Regions from separate parts of the Mus musculus genome. Here regions 1, 3, 4 and 5 are each linked to region 2. The links are chromatin contacts, called in public Hi-C and HiChIP or PLAC-seq maps. All regions are on one chromosome and are shown on one strand. The core of a region is the stretch at or near the end of the contact, and the rest is flanking DNA. Distances in the headings are between cores, read along the strand shown. Region 1 holds the start of Lamc1 (laminin, gamma 1). Region 2 overlaps Rgl1 (ral guanine nucleotide dissociation stimulator,-like 1). Region 3 holds the start of Edem3 (ER degradation enhancer, mannosidase alpha-like 3). Region 4 has its middle 23 kb from the start of Lamc1. Region 5 has its middle 69 kb from the start of Edem3.

What was found. Hi-C and Micro-C count contacts between places; a contact is called where the count stands out from the background. HiChIP or PLAC-seq counts read pairs in DNA pulled down with a chosen protein or histone mark.
Region 1: an H3K4me3 HiChIP or PLAC-seq map of pro-B cells shows a contact between it and region 2, with 4 times the contacts expected there. The contact joins the promoter of Lamc1 here to the enhancer-like site in region 2. A contact is called at or near these places in 10 of 39 promoter capture datasets (the 3T3-L1 cell line, 3T3-L1-derived adipocytes, the C10 cell line and 7 more), 1 of 484 Hi-C or Micro-C datasets (the N1E-115 cell line) and 9 of 115 datasets of contacts at active chromatin or transcription factors (the NIH/3T3 cell line, bone marrow-derived macrophages, embryonic stem cells and 3 more).
Region 3: an H3K4me3 HiChIP or PLAC-seq map of pro-B cells shows a contact between it and region 2, with 5 times the contacts expected there. The contact joins the promoter of Edem3 here to the enhancer-like site in region 2. A contact is called at or near these places in 3 of 39 promoter capture datasets (the C10 cell line, hippocampal neurons and pre-B cells), 1 of 15 datasets of contacts at CTCF or cohesin (pro-B cells), 6 of 115 datasets of contacts at active chromatin or transcription factors (astrocytes, bone marrow-derived macrophages, embryonic limb bud and 3 more) and 1 of 9 other capture datasets (adipose tissue).
Region 4: an H3K27ac HiChIP or PLAC-seq map of extraembryonic endoderm stem cells shows a contact between it and region 2, with 2.6 times the contacts expected there. The contact joins two enhancer-like sites. A contact is called at or near these places in 2 of 484 Hi-C or Micro-C datasets (both in the G1E-ER4 cell line) and 3 of 115 datasets of contacts at active chromatin or transcription factors (embryonic stem cells, extraembryonic endoderm stem cells and large pre-B cells).
Region 5: a contact with region 2 is called in a Hi-C map of cortical neurons, with 6 times the contacts expected there. The contact joins two enhancer-like sites. A contact is called at or near these places in 3 of 15 datasets of contacts at CTCF or cohesin (the NIH/3T3 cell line, large pre-B cells and pro-B cells), 65 of 484 Hi-C or Micro-C datasets (the 3T3-L1 cell line, the AML12 cell line, the AtT-20 cell line and 41 more), 3 of 115 datasets of contacts at active chromatin or transcription factors (astrocytes, embryonic stem cells and stem cell-derived neural progenitor cells) and 1 of 9 other capture datasets (embryonic stem cells).

What each region holds. Positions count from the first base shown.
Region 1 is chr1:153,331,490-153,334,189 of GRCm38.p6, forward strand. Lamc1 (laminin, gamma 1) reads right to left here and starts at 1,297. Exons shown (of 28, transcript NM_010683.2): 1 at 639-1,297. The coding sequence starts at 1,050.
Region 2 is chr1:152,524,158-152,526,857 of GRCm38.p6, forward strand. It overlaps Rgl1 (ral guanine nucleotide dissociation stimulator,-like 1), which reads right to left. Exons shown (of 18, transcript NM_016846.4): 16 at 488-742. Among named protein-coding and RNA genes, the nearest start is that of Gm51749, 15 kb to the right of the region's middle. Within about 2 kb of position 1,279, at least 70 of the 459 cell types and tissues checked have an H3K27ac peak or open chromatin away from gene starts, as enhancers often do. A contact at or near this core is called in the N1E-115 cell line, bone marrow-derived macrophages, cortical neurons and 3 more, where this site is marked.
Region 3 is chr1:151,753,992-151,756,691 of GRCm38.p6, forward strand. It overlaps Edem3 (ER degradation enhancer, mannosidase alpha-like 3), which reads left to right and starts at 1,383. Exons shown (of 20, transcript NM_001039644.2): 1 at 1,383-1,736. The coding sequence starts at 1,576. It overlaps 2810414N06Rik (RIKEN cDNA 2810414N06 gene), which reads right to left and starts at 1,027. Exons shown (of 2, transcript NR_151475.1): 1 at 852-1,027.
Region 4 is chr1:153,354,846-153,357,545 of GRCm38.p6, forward strand. No RefSeq gene overlaps it. Among named protein-coding and RNA genes, the nearest start is that of Lamc1, 23 kb to the left of the region's middle. Within about 2 kb of position 1,261, at least 12 of the 459 cell types and tissues checked have an H3K27ac peak or open chromatin away from gene starts, as enhancers often do. A contact at or near this core is called in extraembryonic endoderm stem cells, where this site is marked.
Region 5 is chr1:151,823,126-151,825,825 of GRCm38.p6, forward strand. No RefSeq gene overlaps it. Among named protein-coding and RNA genes, the nearest start is that of Edem3, 69 kb to the left of the region's middle. Within about 2 kb of position 1,331, at least 12 of the 459 cell types and tissues checked have an H3K27ac peak or open chromatin away from gene starts, as enhancers often do. A contact at or near this core is called in the N1E-115 cell line and cortical neurons, where this site is marked.

The DNA.
Region 1 (2,700 bases), core at 47-2,546, 810 kb after region 2:
TCTTCATTACCTTTCTGTTTTCTCCCAACTAGGATTAGCAGTGAAACAGCTCCTAATTAAGGCTGAACAGCTCTGAAGAACAGTAACTTTAAAAGTGAACTTCCACTTTAATTACACATAGAAATACCGGCGGCAAAGGCATTTGCTCCCCTCAAATTCCCCTATCAAAACTAAGAGCAATCATTCTCAACCCTGGAGACAGACAAACATTTTAAAGACAAGTGTTTGAAAGTGGACCTTCAAGACTCTAATGTAAGCATGCTATGTGATAGTCCTGTCCTGCCAGGATGAGTGTTTCATTAGCGCCTCAGGGTGCAAAAGGGGGTGGGGGGGTGTTGGTCCAAAATCCTAACTGCTGAAATAGAAAAGAATCAACGGAACGAGAATCCGGTTGGACTAGAAAGAGTAAGAAAAAAAGAGAGAGATGCTAGCGTGGGACATGGTGGCCCTCACCGGATGTTCAAAGCGAGATGAATTTTAGAAGTTGGAGAAAGGAATTTCTGTGTGTGGCCCACGCTGGAGAACAGACCGTCAGCACGCGGCTGGACAGGCCCCTCAGGCCGGACCAGCGGCTCCATGGATGCGGCCCCGGAGCTGGACCGTGAGCGAGTAGTGGGGACGGGGCTGTCATCGCTTACCCAGGTGCAGCGTGAGGTTGATGGAGTTGGGGTACTGCACCCCGGCCAGCATAGTCTGGCTTTGCCACCAGGTGGTGTCGGCCTGGTTGTTGTAGTCGGTCAGGAAGGCTGCCCCGTGTTGCAGGTGCTGCTGGCCGGCGTCGCACAGGTGACAGGACTTAGTGACTCCGGTCACCCCAGTCTGCACGCAGTACTCCTCGGGCGGAGTCCCACACGTGTTGGTAGCCACCACGGTCACATTGAAGGCGGCATTAACAAACTCCGGCATGCAGCGCTGCGGCCGCCCGCCCTCATCCGCGCACTCGTCCATGGCCGCCCGGACACAGCCCGCCACAGCCGCCAGCACAGCCAACAGCGGCCACAGCCGCCCCCGGGGCTGCAGGGCCAGCGCGGCCCGCCCGCCGCCCGTCATCCCGCTGCGCGCGGGCCCTCGGCAAAGGCTGGGGTGCCGCGCTGCACTCGCCTAGCGGCGTATCCCGAGGCCGATCCTCCGCTGCGGGCCGAGGCCGGGCTGTGGACCGGGCTGGAGGCCGAGAGCCGGACGCAGAGCCGATGGGTGGGCGTCCGAGCCAAGATCGCGCTGCCTCCGCTACCTCCCGGTGCGCAGCCTGCACTGTGCGCCGACCCCCGACTTCCGAGCGCGCACTCGAGAGCGCGCCCCAGGAGGAAGGAGAAGGGGGTGGGGTCTGCCCGGCGGGGTGGGATCTGGCGGTGGAGAAAACCCAAGGCCGGCCTCCTCGGCAGCTCACGCGGGCCAGGAGCTGCTCCCCGCCCTACGCGTCCTCCCCAGCGACTCCCGGCGGCGGCGGGGGCGGCCTGGAGGGCGGTGGGCCAGAGAAGCGAGATGGGAGGGGCGGGAGCCAGAGGACCGGGCGCGAGGTGGGCGGGGCGGTGGAGTAGGAGGGTGGGGTGCGAGGAGGGCGGGACCGGCAGCAAAAGGGAGGGGGGCGCGAGATGGAAGAGGCAAGGGGTCAAGTGGGAGGACTTCTGGATGGGCGTGACTAGAGGTGGGCTGGGCGAGGGGGTAAGAGGGAGGGGCCCAAGGTGGGCGGAGAGGGAGCGTGAGTGAGGGAAGGAGGGCGGGGCGTGGGGTGTGGGGTGCTGGGCAGTGCATGCTGGGAGGGTAGGGGCTTCGGTGGGTTGGGAACCCTCATCCAGGTCTTGTACCTTAGAGGATCTTGCCCTGGAGGGTATGAGGCTAAGAGGAGGTTCTTAAAGGGAGACGCAGGTGGGTGAGGTGGCCCGGAATCTGTGTTTTTGACTTCATGAGGACTTGGACCCTGGCCCAACCAGATGTCAGTCCTTACGGTATAGCTCAGCCACTACCTGACTCTGGAGCCTGAACACAGCGCAACGGTGCGGTGGCCTGCGTGACCTCGCCCTCCCCAGCCGTCCCGGGCATTGCCTCCTGTATCCCGGGGCAAGCCCTGCCCACGCTGAGGGGAGAGATCCCGAGGTGTCCAAGGGACTGGATCCCTGTGGAACACAGGGCTCGATCTCAGCTTCAGAGTCAATTTTGTGATTTCCTTGCTCTAAATTAAAATGTGACTGTCATTTAACCGGGCAAGGAAGGAAGTGAGAAGGCTGGGAATGGAATGACATTTTCCCCTGGATACGCAGACCTGCTTTGAAATTCTTCCACTCTGTTGTTTGTGTGTCCTAGCTTGCCTTTAAAAGACTCGAAATTATCTGGATTCTGACATCCTCCTCTTCGGACCTGCTGAGTCACAGAATATTGTCAGTGCCAGAATGACTCAGTTCCCAGAGCCCGAGCCAAAAGATCATGCGTTTTAGTCTCAGATCAGAACTACCTGCAGTGCTGATAGGACCAGCAGACAGGGGAAGGGAGGGTGCTGTAAAAATGAACCAGCTGAGAGCCGGGCTTGGCAGCACACTGTGCTAATCCCAACCCAAGATGCAAAGCAGACCAGCAAAGTGTAAGCTCCGGATCAGTAGTCTTTTTAAGATAATGATACTGATAGCTACAAGATGGCCCAGTGGGTAAAAGCACCTGCCACCAAGCTTGGTGACCTGAGTTCAATCTCCAGGAACCACATTCTGA
Region 2 (2,700 bases), core at 29-2,528:
CTTGTCTGATGCCGTTTGTGTAAGAAGCACATGAGACTCAATCCCATTTACTGCTGAACTGTAGCTACTTCCTACCCAAACTGCACCTCCGCCATAATCACCCACTTCAGGAGCTCGGCTTGGTCCAGATGGCTTAGGGAGAAAGCTGAGTCACCAGGAACTACACTACTGAGAAGGCGTGTTAATTTAGTAGACAGTGCAATCGTAGGAAGAGTTCCAAGAAGGCGTGTGAAGCAAGGCACCCGCCCTGGACTACTGTCCCACCCACACTGAGCATCGTGAAACAGGACCCCAAATTGCATGAACAATTCATAAAATGTCAAAACTATGTCCTATATGCACATGTGCCACTAGATAAGCATACCACTAATCTGCGCCCAGGAAGACGCTGCTATTTTCCATGCTAGTCTTGTGTGCACGTGCAGACAGGTATGAGAAATGTGTGTCCGAACAGCTGACTGACCCTCCAGGCAGGACGGCCCCTTACCATGATGCTCTTGTACATGTTGCCATTGTTGTCTTCTACACTGATGCGGATGATGCAGGTGTCTTCGTTCTGCTGATTGTAAACAGGAGGCAGTACTGTGGAGGTAATGGATGTCACGGAGACGGAGCGCTTGTGGATTTTAGGATTGTTGTTGCACGTTGGAGGGGAGGACAGGGGGTTGATTAGGGACGACATCCCTGAGGAATTCGTGTCCATGGAATGGATGGAGGAACAGGAAGAGGAGGATTCAGAGAGCTGGAAGAATCAGAAAACAAAGCCATTGGAGCCTGGACCAAACATGCTTCACGTTTCAAAACAGAAGTAGATACAGAGACTGGTTGTTTCCTCCTCAATATCTCATGTCTCTGGTACACACACACACACACACACACACACACACACCCCGTGGGCTCATGTGACGATCAGTGACTCACTGGGAACTAATCATTCTGAATCTAAGAAAGGCACAGTGGACCTTTGATGGCCTGGTTTTAGTTGTCCGTATGAAGGCTAACCACGAGATGGCAGCAGATACCAGAATTTAAAGGCCGTACAGGCTGAGCTTACAGAAGCTGGGAAGCCATCCTCTTCTCACCCCCAACAGTTCTCAATGTGGCCATGGAGAACATTCTGTCCCCACTACTTCACATCCAGATTTTGTAGTAGGAGACAAATGTCTTCATGTTTAGAAGCATCTAAGATAAGGACTACTGCTTGTGTAGTTCTGCTGAGAGGGCCTCAGAGATCACCTGACCCCTTTGCCAAGTAGAGAAGCTGGAGGCCCAGAGAAAACACGGGGCCCCAGGTCCACCTACACAGTCTCACTCCTACCAGGACCAGAGCTCTCCAGCCCCTTTGCTGTGGTGTTCACACAGCAGGGGCACAGCAAGCACCAAGCCATCTGCAGCTATGATGAGTTAGCTGACTTGTGCTACAGCCTTGAAACCTTTAGTGCTGTGAGACTGTTAATGAGTTTTCATTTATCTTTCTCACTTGGGTCACAGCTGCCTTGCAGGGCAGGGGGAGGGAGGGGCACCCTAAAAACAGCATCATAACAATGCTGAGAGCACGACTCAGCAAAACAGATCACTTGCCTGGACAACGCAGCCTTTGAGTATCTCTTTAACAATCACTGGTAAGACCAGCAAGATACACTTTCACAATCTACATCGAGGCCATTTGAGAGATGTACGGCTGCAGTAATGTGCTTCTCTAAGTGACTGAATATTTAAAATTCAACTGATATTAATCACCAGACAAAGAGATGCTTTAAACTCACCGGGATGTATTCCTGACATAAAACCATTAAGCTGAACCATTTAAATATCAATTGTTACAGAAAAGTGTGTGTGTGTGTGATATTCGGAATGAGTTAAACTGGATTATATTATAATAATCCTATAAAACTCATTATTAATTTCTATATAATCTACCATTCCACAGATACAGATCAAGGAATTTAGCTTTCTGATAATGTGGCTTCTAAAAAAATAGGGCCTATGTTATCTGTAGTTTTTCAGGGCTGCTTCGTCCGATGGCATCCTATGTTAAGGACAATTCCACAGCAGGGGTGTTCTATTATGGCCAGCAAACCGCAATGCCAACTCTAATATGTAGTGTCTACAGTAGGACTGCCATGATATCGGTTAGCCATGTGCTGCTGCTGTTTGGAATTCTCCTTCTGTGCCCATGTGACTCAGCTTGAGCACTTACTCAGGGTGGATAATTTTAACAGCGTTATCTTGCCTGCAAGTCTATTAGCCAGGAAGGTCAGTTCTCCAAATGCTGCTTGAATGTTTTCACTTTCACCGTCCTATTTCCCTTGGGCTTTCCGTGATGCTAATAACACTTATAGTTGAGGGGGTAATGCGTTAGGATGGTGAGCTCACACGAGTTATAGAGACTATCCTCACAAGGATATAAGTGGTGTGGAACAAGCATAAAGGTAACTGTTTATAAGTGATGATCAGGCGCACGAAGAAGGAGGAATGCATATTACACTTTACTTCTAAAGAGAACAACCTCACGAGGGCGAGCAAGAGAGAGGCGTGGAAGAAGGAAGAAGGGAGAAGGAGCCTTGCGGGGAGCGCCTGTCTCTGCCTCCCCTTACGGCAGTGGCTCTGGGACTCCAGGTGGACATACACGCCTGGCTTTTTGTACTTTGGAGGAATCTCAACTCAGGGACTTATATTTGCGTGGCAAGTGCGTTGTCA
Region 3 (2,700 bases), core at 133-2,632, 770 kb before region 2:
TCAGGACAGATATAAATCTAGAAATCAATCCGAGCAACAAGGTGACTTAATCCGTGTCAGAAATCACTAAAGCGAAACCCGGAGAGTACAAAGAAGCAAAGGAGTCGAAACAGAACCTTCAGGAAACACCTGCGTTTTTGAAAGAGGAGAGAAGGAAGAAAGGTTATTTTGTAACCCGGATGGTCAGAGAGATAAGACTTAAGTGGTGAGGCATTAAAAGCAAGAGGTTTCAGATAGCTCGATATTGCTGAACGGACAAATACGAAATTTACTGTGGCCACAGAGGTCACATCCAAGCTCCTCAACTCTGCCGCCACCTGCTGAAGTGGCACAAAAGAAAGACATGTGCTTTTGCAAGAGAAACCCACCTGTCATTTTACCCACAGTTAGCCTGCCAATCAGCCATTGCAACTCATTACAACATCTAGTCTTCACTAAATTAAAAAAAAAAAATCACTTTTGCATTGTACACTTCTTTCCTTCATGGGCTTTTAAGATAACTATTATTAATCACGTTCTTAGCTTTGCTTGGCCTCCTTCATTTTGAGTGTCCTGCTTAGTTGCTGGGGTACTGAATTAGAGGAGTAATTCAGGAGTTAGATTAGTGTTTGCTAACTTCTTCCAAGCCTTTGTGCAAAAGTTCAAGCTACGTGTGCAAAAGTAGAAGGACGATATATACATATTAGAGTTGTGTATATGCGCTAATGAAAGTAAAACTCTCACATGGTCGTCAAAGGTTCGAGTCATTTAGCTGTTGTTCATTTCCTAGTTTTTGTTTTGTTTTGTTTTGTTGTCATTTTCTCGAGGGCAGAAGAATATTTTCACTGTTCACCCAGGCATTCGGTACCGACCTGGGGGCAAGTCTCATTCTGTCAGCTCTCAGGAAAAAAAAAAAATCTTCAGGAAGAGAATGGCAAAGCACTCACGAGTCTCAAGGACTGGGCAGCCCACCGACGAGGTAGGGTTGGCCAAAGGTCTTGCGGAACACAGAACGCCTGGAACCTGCGTGGCCTTTACAGAATAGGACTACAAGTCCCAGAACGCAGGGCGCTACTAGGCAGAAATCTAGCAAGGCGCCTGCGCGTAGGTCTGTAGTCAAGCTGGAGGAAGCGGTGCACCTTGGGACTAGTAGTTCCTAGGTGGCAACTCCTGGGGTCGGAGGTGGATCGAAGGGACAGCTCCCTGCCCAGTCCCGCCTTTTGTCCACGTCCCGCTTCTCTGGGCCAATGCTAGGTCCTGTAGCTGCGGCCAGCCCCTCTCCGAGGCTGTCTCCATTGGTCCCGAGGCTATCTCACTTCGGCTCTACCCGGAAGTAGCCTTGGAGAGGCGGTTTCCTAGACTACGACACCGGAAAGCTGGGGGCGGTGCTCCGAGCCGTGGAGGGCGGAGGGTGGTGGCAGCGCTGGCGCTGGGGGACCGGCTCGGTGACTTCGGCAAACAGTTTGGCGCCGGCGGCCGCCAGCCTCACTCCACAGTCCGCCCTCGACACGGCTCGCAGCCTCCTCGCCGCCGGCAGCCCGCAATGTGGCCCACCGTGCCGGTGTAGCAGCTGCGCGTGCGCGGAACCGCGGGGCCATGAGCAAAGCCGGCGGCTGCCGGGGCTGTGGGTGCCGGGTCCCCCAGCGAGCGTCATGGAGCCTGGTGGCAGCGACGGCCGCGCTCTGTCTGGTGTTGGCCACGTCCGTGTGCACGGCAGGGGCCGCGCCCATGAGTAGGGAAGAGAAGCAGAAGCTTGGGTAAGGGTGCGTGGCTGTCCGGGTGGGTTTCCTCGCGCGGCTGCCAGCAGTGGAGGTGCCTGTCATTGCGCCCCCGGCGCACTGTGGACTTTTTCTGTGGTGACTGTAACAGCTGGTGAGGCTGGAGGACCTCGGTGCGGTGGACGGGGTCCAGGACGATGGGAGCTGATCCCCGGGATGTGACCTCGGGGGCTGTCGAGTGTCTCCTGGGCAGCCTGTGACATATGTAGTGTTGTGTCAGCGCCTCTGCCATGTCAGGGGCTGGTGGAGGGGCTACCGCCTGGGTGGCGGAGGCAGGGTTGGATGTCTCACCCAAGTGAGCTCCCAGCGGGAAAATGTTGCGGTGCTTACACCTGTTAAAGGAAAAGGGGCGTTCACCGGAACTTGAACTTTTCAGACTTCACTATCCCCCTTGCTGTGTTTTCTTTCCTAAATGGCACTTGTGAGCTAGAGCAGGCGATTTGATGCTATTCAGAGGCCTCGATTAAGTGTACCCCCTTAGAGTAGTTTTATGAGGCTTAAAAGTGTTCCAAAACACTATTTATAGCATTTAATCCAGTAATTCGAATACATCCGAAGTGGCACAAGTGACTAAGAACGAAGTGGAGAATCTCTGGATTTTGGCAAAACCGTGAAGTTAAGTGAGAGGAGAGGAAATGTGTGCCTGTCAGTAGCACGGCGAGTTGACTGCGAAAGATGCTTATTAAAACAGTGAAGTGGGTGGGTTTTGCTTGTCTGGTAGGTTAGCACAGAACACTAGAATGCACTGCTGATTAGTGAAGAGGTGAGAAAACTGGTGGGGATGTAAACCACGTGACTTATTGACACCAACTCCAGAATTTTAAATTGTGCTTGCTCTTTGATTCATTTCTTTCTCTGGAGAATCTATCCTACAGAAGTAAAGACACAATTAGAGATAAGTGTATAAAGGGGTGCATTTTGACAGAACAGAACAGGCTGGGGG
Region 4 (2,700 bases), core at 11-2,510, 830 kb after region 2:
CAGAAGATAAAAAAGGAAAAGAAATATGATCCTTCCCTTCAAGGAATTCCCTATCTCAGGAGGAAGACAAACAATGAACTCATAAAGGAGTGCAATTTCATAAATGGCCAAGGGAAATACTAGAAGAAAAAAAAGAGGGGGAAAAAATCTCAGTTTGCCTGCTGGCTGGAGATGCAGCTGGCTTAGCATGGCCTGAGAACTAGGTTCAATGGAAGCACGGGGAAGTTACCTGAATTAACTGCTTTACAAAAACATCCAGGGCTTCCATTGACTCTTCTCTCAATGAATAACTTCAACAGCTTTCTCTCCATGCATGCTGCGTAAGGAAAGACGTGGCTTTCCTGTTGAATATTTTATTTATCACAAGGAAGTGATGTCTGAGAGAACTGGCCTGGATCTAAACCACTTACATTTAATTACTGATGTGTGACTTGGGCAAGCTCCTTAGTCACTTAATGAGACTTCTTCGTCTGTAAAATGGGATGGGTGGTAGCATTCTGTGGAGGGACTGAAAACTGCAAGCACTAAAAGTACTTAGAAGTGGCCGCTGCTGAAGTGCCCAGGAGAAGTGCACACCGGCACATGGGTGTGTCTTTCTCTCAACTTCTCTCTGTCTTATCCTTCATGCTCAAGTCTATGCTAAAATCTCCTCACTATAAACTCCACCAGTGCTTCATTTAAAATGAGGAAAAGTGCCTTTGGGGCTGGTACAGGCTCTGTTCTGGAGTTGGAATCCCAACTCACGACTGCCAGGAAGGCTAGTTGCAGGGAGGGAGCCCCAACACTCTGGCCTCTGTGGGTACTTGCATTCACACACACACAGAATATTTAAAAATAAAAAATGTTGAAAATGGTTGGTACAAGCAGCAGAGGAACAGGAGTTAAGAAAGGAAAAATTCCTGTCATGTCTTTAGTGAGCTTGAGGTTGACTTGGCCTGAAGATAAACAGGTCTTGACATCATATCTGTCCGTCACGTCATTGACCTCTCTTTGTCTCTGTCTCTGTCTGTCTGCCTGCCTGCCTCCCTCTGTCTCTGTGTGTGTGTCTCTCTGTGTGCATGTCTGTGTGTCTGTGTGTCCCTCTTCTGTTTGAGACAGGAGGTTCTTGCTATCCAGACTGAGTCTCCTGTCTCAGCTGGGATTCCAGGCCTAATGCACAGCTGTCGTTTCATTAAGGGGTCAAATCAATAAAAGGAGGCTTCTCACGAGCTCCTGTGTATTTGGTGGATACATGTCTCCTATGGCAACAAGCTGAGAGTACCAGAAATAGTTTATTCTCCCTGATAGAGAGATGGAACAGATGCTGCCCACCAGAAGCACTGTACTGTGCTCTCACCAGTTTGCGTTGTCCTGTGGGTCAGAAGGCTTCTGGACTCCAGTGATCGAGATGTAGCAGGACATCCTCTATAAAAGGAGATCTCACTATGCCTGGAAACTGCCTTGAGAAGACAGAACATACTTGGTGGTTAACGTGTGCCTTGAGCAACCTATAAAGCCACTGGTGTTAAAAGCCATGATGAAAGATGGCTGGCAGTGGCTTCCACTGCCGTGACAGTCTCTAGTGTCTGCGTGGCTAATTTAGAATTCTCTAGAGCCTGTGGCAGGCCTAAACGAGAATAATAATCCTATCAAGAACCCAATTTTATCATCACAAAGACATTCTCTCTTCAACAAATACCTATTCTCTTTTTTGATAAATAGCTCTTAATTTGATATCGGATCCTGATAATGACTATTTGACTGTAGACATGCAGAGATTAGTTAGTTGGGTTGCTTATCACCAGCTGGGCAGGATTTTCCTTCTCTCTAATCCGAGATAGTGCCCTGGAGCAGGGAGCGGCCAGCAGCATTCCGTCACTGAGGGATACAGCAATGGAGAGTTTGGTCTGATGTAGGTCCTTAAACCTGAGACCCTCTCATTAGCCACAAACTGGTTCCCCTCCTTCACCCCACATAGCATCATGATATCCATAGGCATGATAAAGTGAGGAAGAAAATCTCTAACCAACTTACAGGTTGTGTTGGACTAGATACCAGCACTGTGTGGCATTAGATGCACCCAGAGTGGCCCTGGAAAACACTCCCCTTCCTGCTGGGGAGAACTTTACTCAGAAGTGTAGTTGCCTGCTTCCTGGGATCCCCTGACAGCCATCAGTGACTTGTGGATGGGACCCAACATTTTGGCTGAATGGTCAGGCACTTGGGGAAACATGAACAGCGAATATTAGCAACCATGTGCAGAAGCTACTGACAATATACGAAATTCTTAGGCTAGATTCAGAATATGAGGATATTTGTATTCCCACCAAAGTCTGTAAGAGAGTTCGGCAGGTAAAAGCACTTGCCACAAGTCTGGTGACCTGAGTTTGATCACGGAGCCCCCACATGTTGTCCTCTGACCTCTATATATGTGCTGTGTCACACAGGATAAACAAACAAACAAATGAATATATGAACCTAGCTTGGGGGTGGGTGGAAACAGATCATTCAGTTCTCTACCCCACCCACTTGTAAAATCAACTGAGCACATGTCTGTTCTTGGCTGTCAGTCAGTTAGTCAAACTCCTTCCTCAGTATGCTAATGGTGCTTCCTGGGAACAAGTAGTTAGCTACAACAATAATAGTGGAGACTGTATATAAGTACAACAAAATGGGGGGCTCCCTTTCAGAGCTATGTATGTTAGCTACTGTTAGATGCCT
Region 5 (2,700 bases), core at 81-2,580, 700 kb before region 2:
TCTTTAAAGGTTAATGGAGAAGAGTACCTACCTACCTGCTATTAAAGCATGGGTACTTACTTATTAGAACTAACTTGTTAGCCATGAGCTTGTGTTGGGCTAATTAAATACTGTCTGCTCTCTTCAAAGGGAATGCCATTGATGGACCTCTGGAAGACTCTTGATCTATAAAAGAATGCTAGCCCAGGTTAAGGTTCTTTTAGAAATCCTGTGGTGCTCTTTAGGGCCACATACCACTAACTTTGTCTTAACAGCAGCAGGTGATGTCAGGGTTTATAATAGCATGTGACTTCTCAGAGTCAAAGCTTCCTCACATGGTTGATCAAAGAACCAATGAATAAATAGACCAGCATTAGAGAACCTTCAGTCTGGAGGCTAGCTGCTTCCACGGCCGTCATTCTGACATCTCCAGCAGCCTTCCTCCACTTTGCCCACTCTCTTTCCAGCTTCTGCTGTAGACTAGTCAAAGCTTCCCGCTACAAATGGGTCCAGACAGCTGCTGCAACTGGAAATTCTAGGTCATGCAGCCACTCTCCTGCCCTACCGTAGAACTATTAAACTGAATCAATTCTAGCCTGTCTTCTTGTTAGCAGCCACAGGGACAGACAGTTTTCAAATCCCTCTTAACCCGTTTGCTTGTTCTCTCTCTCTCTCTCTCTCTCTCTGTGTGTGTGTGTGTGTGTGTGTGTGTCTCTCTCTTCTTTTCTTCCTCTTTTTTTTTCGAGACAGGGTTTCTCTGAATAGCCCTAGCTGTCCTGGAACTCACTCTGTAGACCAGGCTGGCCTCGAACTCAGAAATCCGCCTGCCTCTGCCTCTCAAGTGCTGGGATTAAAGGCATGCGCCGCCACTGCCAGCTTAACTCGCTTTCAAAAGGACCGTTTGCCTAGAAATCTGGGGAAAGGTTTTCCGAGTCTGGGGCAGGTCTAGGAGGGCAAAAGTCCAGGCTACTCCACACACCCACACCTTGGTGGCCAGAATAGCCTTGAGGGAGGAAGGGATTTCAACAGAGGGAGGATTTCAACTGTGGGAGCTTCTGGGCGGGGCGGGGTGGGTGTGGTGTGGTGGGGCTCCTCTGTGCCCCACTCTAATGCGTGACTGCCCCTTCCTACTGCCTGGCCGACCTAGTGTGCCATTTGATTCTTCCAACCTCAAGTCACTGTGATTCCCCGAGATCATGATGTCACGAGCTAGATTTGCCTGTGACTTCCCATTCAGCATCTGTGACAAGCTGAGCACCTTGGTCACTCTTCCAGCCGTCCTGGAGAGAACATTACAGACCTTCCATTACTGATGTCTTTGCTTTTTGAGCATGCCTTTAAACATGCCCAGTAGTGTACATCCTAATCTAGCCGAGCATCCACCCAGAAGTGCTTTTTCCAGATGACTATGCCTAGCCTTTGTGAAATAAATTCCCTGTCTGTCCTTTGTCCTTGGAGACTTGCTGTTTGGGGTGCTGCAGACTTCATTCTCATGCCTTCAGGCAATAGAGATCCACTCTTGTATGTCTTGGCTGTGACTTTTTGGCTTTCACTGATCAAGACACACTTTCCTCGTGTTATTTTACGGCATAACCAAAGCCATTTCTTTATTGAAGTGATGTGAACTCAGTCTGTCACCTTTGTTCACCGACTTGGAGAGCACCAGGACCACCACATGTCCCAGAATCAGCGTCACTCCTGGGCTGCCTTCCCATGTCACCCAATACACAAACATGCTTCCTTCTGTCGAACTCAACGGGCAAAGCCTTAGATATTAAGTCCCACCTGCACACTGATTGTACACATATCCATGAATAGCTTTGGGAGCTGGATGAAATTAAGTCCCACTGCTGACCAGCCTCACTTAAAATCCTGGCTGAACATCTCGGGTGAGACTTAGCACTGTCTCGGATTCTAGCCACATTTCTCTGATCGATGTTTGCAACTTGGCATGAGCTTCATCCTTTCTTTCCAAATCTCCCACACTCATCATCAAGCAAAACAGATGCAAATGAGGATACAGTATTCACCGGCCTAGAACTATTCGAGCTTGTTAACATAGACTTCTCCCTGAAGGAATCCAAGGACTCTTTCTACCGTCATACTAGAGAACTGGAGCCTCAAGTGAACCAGATGTACTGACAAATGGGAAAACAAATCAGACTATTAGACTCCATTTGAGCCTGAGAGTGAAGGAACTCTGGCCCACTGCCTAAAATCCCTTTCTGCACGCACCAAGAGCATCGGCCTCCATCCCTGAGTCATGGGAACAGAGATGTTGGATGATGAGTTACAGTGCGACACCGAGCTCATCCAATGAAACCAGGAAGCTCTTTGTCTTATTTTCCTTGTTTTTCTGCTGCTGGTGAAAGTGCAAGCGGCCCCGAAGAGAGGGAGAGACAGAAATGGAGAAAGAGTTTTTGTAGGTAACAACACACAACCAAGTCTGTTTGTTTCTTTTTTAACTCCATCATCTGCTCCAAGAACCTAAAAAAAAAGATAACTAACAAGAAACCTACACAGTTTCTTCCAAATACTCAGGTCAATGTTTGTAACAGCAGGATATGTCAAGGCAGAACGATGGGGACAATGCACATTCGGAGTATGGACTGTCTAAGGGGAATGTTTTCCAGTGCTGAGTAGTGCAACTATTAATGTTGCCTTTATTAATGTTGCCCTTGCTGTTCTCCAGACGCCGAGCTAGGCTCTAGGGATCCTAGA